Regions from separate parts of the Pan troglodytes genome. Here region 2 is linked to region 1. Evidence: chromatin contacts called from public HiChIP or PLAC-seq data. All regions are on one chromosome and are shown on one strand. The core of a region is the stretch at or near the end of the contact, and the rest is flanking DNA. Distances in the headings are between cores, read along the strand shown.

Region 1 (3,084 bases), core at 344-2,843:
GGGAAGGGAATGATGTCATCAGAACAACAACAGAGGAAGATGGTTTTGGCAGCAGCTTTTGAATAGACTTTGAAGAAAAAAATCAGAGAGAGGGGAAAAAGGAAACGGGAAAGGGAAGTCTGTTGAGAACTCAGCATGACATTTGGAGTGGGTGGAGAGCTTCCTGTATAGCTTGATGTTTGGAACATCTGGTCACCTCTTACAATAACAAAACCTTAGAAATTTCAAGCTTTCTCAAGTGGCCAGGTTAGAATGAGTGTGAATTCCATGGCCAAACCGTCATTGCCAGAAGACAGGAATATCTAAAGAAAGAAAAATTCAGATAGAAACTGACTCTTAACACTGAGAACACCCCCACTAGTTTTTTGATGTAAGTAGTCCTATTTGTCAATGTATATACGCTTTATTTTTGGAATACAGTATTGGCTTTGTATTAAAGTGTTAAGTCTACTTTAATTCAATTATCTCAAAGGGCTAAGGTTAATCAACAGATTTACAAAGAAAGCAATTGTTTTCAAAGCTTATGATTTTCACTACCCATTTTTCTGGTGTATTAATTTTTGCTAGAGTCCATACCTTGTTTCATTTGCAATATTGGCCGAAATTTTCCACAACTCAATTGTGCCCTCTAGTGTTTATTAGCATTTAGTGACGGCCACTTTGGAGGTTTTGTTTGTTTGTTTGTTTGTTTGAGACACAGTCTCGCTCTGTTGCCCAGGCTGGAGTGCCGTAGCATGATCTCGGCTCACTGCAACCTCCATCTCCCGGGTTCAAGTGATTCTCCTGCCTCAGCCTCCCAAGTAGGTGGGATTACAGGTGCCCGCCACCACGCCCAGTTAATTTTTGTATTTTTAGTAGAGATGGGGTTTCACTGTGTTGGTCAGGCTGGTCTCGAACTCCTGACCTCGTGATCTGCCTGCCTCAGCCTCTCAAAGTGCTGGGATTACAGGCTTAAGCCACTGCGCCCAGCCCAATCCCAGGTCTTCAGACAAGGTAAACTCATTGTCAAGCAGAAAATGTTTAAATTCACCTATAGCCTGGAAGCCCCAGCTTTGAGCTGTCCCACCTTTCTGGACCAATCCCATGTATTTATTAAATGTATTTGATTGATGTCTCATGCCCCTCTAAAATGTATAAAACCAAGCTGCACCCCGACCACCTTGGGCACATGTTCTCAGGACCTCCTGAGGGCTGTCTCATGGGCCATGGTCACTCATATTTGGCTCAGAATAAACCTCTTCACATATTTTAGAAAGTTCGACTCTTTCTGTCGACAATAGGGAGGTGCTGTAGGATGTTAGGCACACTATTACCAGCTTCGCCAAGTTTTTGAAAGTTTTTATTATAATTCTATTGCTAATAGTGTGGTTAACCTCCATATAATAATACAGTAGTCCCTCCTTGTCTGTGAAGAATACATTCTGAGATCCCCAGTGGATGCCTGAAATCGCTACAGTACCAAACTCTATAGATTCTGCGGTTTTTTGTAGATATAGACACACACATATCCCTATGATAAAAGTTAATTTATAAATGAGGCACAGAAGAGATCAACAACAATAACTAATGATAAATCGAACAATTTTAACAATATGCCAGCATCCCTACCCTTGTGCTTTGATGCCATCAGTAAGTCAAAGAAAGCTTACGTCAGGGAAGTGGCTCCTGTAAGGGCGCAAAGCAGCGTGGCAGGGGTCCGAGCTGGGGTTCTGTCTCCGCTGGGCTGCCGCCCCAGCTGGACTACCGCCAGGGAACTCAGCGCCAATTACCTCCAGGAGAAGCTGCAGCGGGACCTGGAGGCGGAGCATGTGGAGGTGGAGGACACGACCTTCAACCGTTGCGCCTGTAGCTTCCGAGTCCTGGTGGTGTCAGCCAAGTTCGAGGGGAAGCCGCTGCTTCAGAGACACCAGCTGGTGAATGCGTGCCTAGCAGAAGAGCTCCCACACATCCATGCCTTTGAACAGAAAACCCTGACCCCAGAGCAGTGGGCCCGTGAGCAGCAGAAATGAGGGACTGGAACCTGCACAGCCATTACATTATAAATCTGGACCAAAAAACAAAAAACAAAAAACCTTACGTGAGCACACACTCTTCAATACCGTGACAGTTGATCTGATAACTGGGCCAGCTACTAAGTGAGTGATGGGCAGGTAGTGTAGATGGCATGGAGACACTGGACAAAGGGATGATTCATAACCAGCCCCAAGCAGGATGAAACAGGACAGCGAGAGATTTCATCCTGGTTATCAGAACAGCGCGGGAAACTTATTAATTGTTTATTTCTGGAATTTTTCTTTCTTTCTTTTTTTTGAGACGGAGCCTTGCTCTGTTGCCCAGGCTGGAGTGCAATGGTGTGATCTTGGCTCACTGCAACCTCTGCCTCCCAGGTTCAAGTGATTCTCTTGCCTCAGCCTCCCGAGTAGCTGGTATTACAGGCACCTGCTACCACACCCAGCTAATTTTTGGTATTTTTTGGTAGAGACGGGGTTTCACCATGTTGGCCAGGCTGGTCTTGAACTTCTGATCTCAGGTGATCCACCTGCCTCAGCCTCCCAAAGTGCTGGGATTACAGGCATGAGCCACTGCGCCTGGCCAGAAGGCTGTATTTTGTATGACTGTATTTATATGACATTCTGGAAAAGAGAAAACTATAGCTATTAGGCACTGTTCTAAGTACTAGACAGACAATACGTGATGATGCTAGTCTTTGAAATAGAAAACACAGGAGAAAAAGCAGGATAGCAAAGGGGGAAATGATTACTTGAGTGTTGGGCATGTTGGGTTTGAGGTGTCTGAGGGAAAGCCAGTGGAAGTGTCAATGGGAGGCAGAACTCAGGAGCACTGCCAGGGCTGGAGATAGATTTGGGAATCAATAACATGTAGGTAAGAGCTGAAGCTGTGGAACAAATGAGATTCCCGAGAGAGAGAGAATGCGGAGTGTCCACTTAGTCCAGTCCCAGCCCTGAGCTGAGCCAAAGGGATCAGCAGGAATTAGCTAGGAAAGAAGGCCGAAAAGGTCATTTCAGGTGGAGGAAATAGTGACAGCAAAGAAACCTGCAGGTCCCTGGGATCAACTGAAAAAGC
Region 2 (3,084 bases), core at 250-2,749, 570 kb before region 1:
TAACCTACTTCACAGTGTTACTCTAATAGTTAAATGAGAAAGTGCTCTGTCAAGTGTTTCCCAAATGCTCAAAACCACCCTTCCACATGGAGCAAGAATAAAATAGCATCTGGTTACCCTTCCCAAGGTGATCTATCTGCCTTTTCCCGCTTAGGATCTCATCGATCGCTTAGGAGTTAGACACGGTGGGTTAAGGGGTGGTGAAGAGACGGCGGGAACAAGCACTTGGTAGCTCAGAAGGCTAGGGCGGGAGCCAGGTCTTTGGACTGAAACCACTCCCACCCTCCCCCTTCAGCAGCTCCCCTTCCCCTTCTCGAGACATCTGCCCCACTAAACGAGCTGAGAGGATGGACCCAACCAGAAGTAGTCTGCAGGTGGGCACTCCAAGCGGGGAGCCGAGGCGCCCAGCACGCAGAGTCCGGGGACCCGCTGGAGGGTGGGCGGAGGCGGACGGCCCAGCCCACAAGGAAGAGGCGGGTAGTGCGTCTTTCCCTACCCCTCAACCTCCGACGGGGCCCGGAGCGGACGCTGAGGCGGACACACCTCTGTCTCACTTTACCCCAGGGCAAAATTCGAGTAATTTCAGGGAGTAGAGGGCAAAGCATAGCGCCGGGTCAGGCCTGCACCCTCCCCGCTACAGCTCACCGTAAACCGCGTCCGCGCTTCGGGCAAACTGAAGAGCGGCGGCGTCGGAGACATCTTCTCGGCTGCGCGTGCCCGCCACTGCGCTGCGGCGCCTGCCGATGACGTCAAGCCAGGAGCAACGAGACTGCGGTCTCTGAGCCCGGCTAGAGTGGCCTGTGAACACCGGTCAGGCGAGCTGGCAGTTGGGAGTTTCCCTAGCGACTCAGTTCGGGTGGGCGTTGGGCGCCTGAGTCAGCCAAACAGCCTAGTCGGGGTTCTTGGGTAGCCTTTGGGGTGAGGGGACTTGGGCGGCCTTGGTCTGTAAGCTCTGCGCTCCCGGGCGTGGAAGAGACTGGCCGCGCACATGCGTTTCTGTGGTTTTCCTGGTTTGGGGAAAGCGGGTAAATGGTGGCTGGTTGCGGCTAACTGGGCCGCGCTAAAAGGTAACCCAAGGCAGGTGGATTACCTGGGGAAACAGCTGGAGCAGTGGTCCTGGCCGCCAGTCCGCGGTCATCCCGGGAGCTTAAGATTCGGAGTGGTGATAGGCTCCGGATGTATGAGCCCTGTGGCTCAAGGGCACTGTTCTCTCTGCTCCGAAATAGAAATAATACCTGTCTCACAGAGCTGTTGAAAAGCTCCACTGAAATAATGACCGCAAGTGTGAATTGTAAAGCAATGTAAGTAGTATTTATTATTAAAAGGTCTCTACTGAAAGAAAAGATCTAGGAGGAATGCAGTGCCCGGCGCTGATTGGAAAACGGGTGGCGCTGCGTCCTGGGCCGAGGCTTCCCTAGCAAAAACCTTGTCTCCCTCGCCATTTCGTCCCTTGCCTGCCTTCCCAGGAGAGACGTGGCCAATAGAAGCCGAGTGGCAGTAACTCTAAGTTGGAGTTACACGGTGGAGAAGGAAGCACTGACTCAGACTCGGGTAACTTCCTCTTATTCCCTCACACGTGTATCTTGTTCCCTTCTTCGAAGTCTGTAAATTTAAAATCCTAAGCCCCCCAACAACTGAACAGACCCCCTTGGGGCTAAGGGGACACCAGAAAAATCTTAACAACTGAGTTCCCAGTCATAACGGCATGGGAGGTCAGACGGACCTGGTTATACCCTCTCCCTTTTGTGATTTAGAGGAGATAGGTGACTGGCCATAAAGTTAAAATAGAGGCCAGGCGCGGTGGCTTACGCCTGTAATCCCAGCACTTTGGGACGCCGAAGCAGGTGGGTCACCTGAGGTCAGGAGTGGATCACCTGAGGTATGGCAAACATGGTGAAACGCTGTCTCTACTAAAAATACAAAAATTAGCCGGGCGTGGTGGCACGCACCTGTAATCCCAGCTACTCGGGAGGCCGAGGCAGGAGAATCGTTTGAACCCGGCAGGCGGAGGTTGCAGTGAGCAGAGATCGTGCCATTGCACTCCAGCCTGGGCGACAAGAGTGAAACTCTGTTTCAAAAAAAAAACGGAGATGATAGGACTGACGGAATTGACTCCATGGCAATAAGATACCAAAGTATAAACAGGACCTAAGCCCATGCCAAGCAAGGGTTAAAAGTCATGCATCCCTACGCTTAAAAAATAAACTATGTTCTCACTATGCTTCAAGGTTTTTCTTTAGCAGCTAAACAAGCGCTGGCCTCACAGTATTAAAACAATTTGCAGTTCATCGACCACCAGACACTAACAACCCTCTCCCACCAGCCGTAACTACAGCTTTTATTGATTTCAGTTACTTTCTCCTGATAAGAAGGTCACTGACCATGGACTTGTTCTGGCCAATTTATAGTGACTGCATGCTTATGTAACTTCCTGTCCTGAAAAGACGTTTTGATGGATAGGACCTAACTGTAAATACATTTAAATGTTAAGTCTCCACCCCAAAGTGAACATGGGTTGTCTGTTAAACATGCATATTTGTTTAATATGCGTGTGTCAAGACCACCTTCATGAATATTCATAGCCGCTCCTCTAACTTGTTGAATATGTATGTTTAGCCAACCAGTTAAGCATAAAGTTCCTACTCCAACTCCTCCTCTGAAGTGTCTGTATGTGGTCTTGGCTGGAGGCATGCTTCCCAGCCTGCAGAATGGCCACCTTGCAGGCTGTAACTCCTTATAAGAAACAAAGTCTCTCCTTTTCTAAATCTATAGATCTTACGATTTTTTAGTTAACATACACAATAAGAATACAGGAAGCTAAGGAAAAGATAACTGCAGAATCTTACTCCTAAGTGGGAATTGTGAACAATAATGACTACCTGAAACGTTACAGGCTTTTTAAGAATCAGCAAGATCATTCAGGTTTGGTTGTATACATTAAATTTACAAATTGGCAAAATAAAAATGATTTAATTCAGAATTATACTTTGTTTATCTGATACTAATTGTTGTAATAGGATTATCATATTACAGATGACTATTAACCATCTGGAACAGAACTAAGACCTCAGAGGCAAGTACATT

The links. HiChIP or PLAC-seq counts read pairs in DNA pulled down with a chosen protein or histone mark.
Region 2: a contact with region 1 is called in an H3K4me3 HiChIP or PLAC-seq map of stem cell-derived excitatory neurons, with 10 times the contacts expected there. The contact joins the promoter of THOC1 here to the promoter of LOC742418 in region 1. A contact is called at or near these places in 1 of 7 Hi-C or Micro-C datasets (induced pluripotent stem cells) and 1 of 1 datasets of contacts at active chromatin or transcription factors (stem cell-derived excitatory neurons).

The regions. Positions count from the first base shown.
Region 1 is chr17:30,086,744-30,089,827 of NHGRI_mPanTro3-v2.0_pri, reverse strand. LOC742418 (bolA-like protein 2) reads left to right here and starts at 1,593. Exons shown (of 1, transcript XM_054671912.2): 1 at 1,593-2,069. The coding sequence starts at 1,593. The coding sequence ends at 2,009.
Region 2 is chr17:30,653,260-30,656,343 of NHGRI_mPanTro3-v2.0_pri, reverse strand. THOC1 (THO complex subunit 1) reads right to left here and starts at 1,499. Exons shown (of 21, transcript XM_512049.9): 1 at 646-1,499. The coding sequence starts at 699.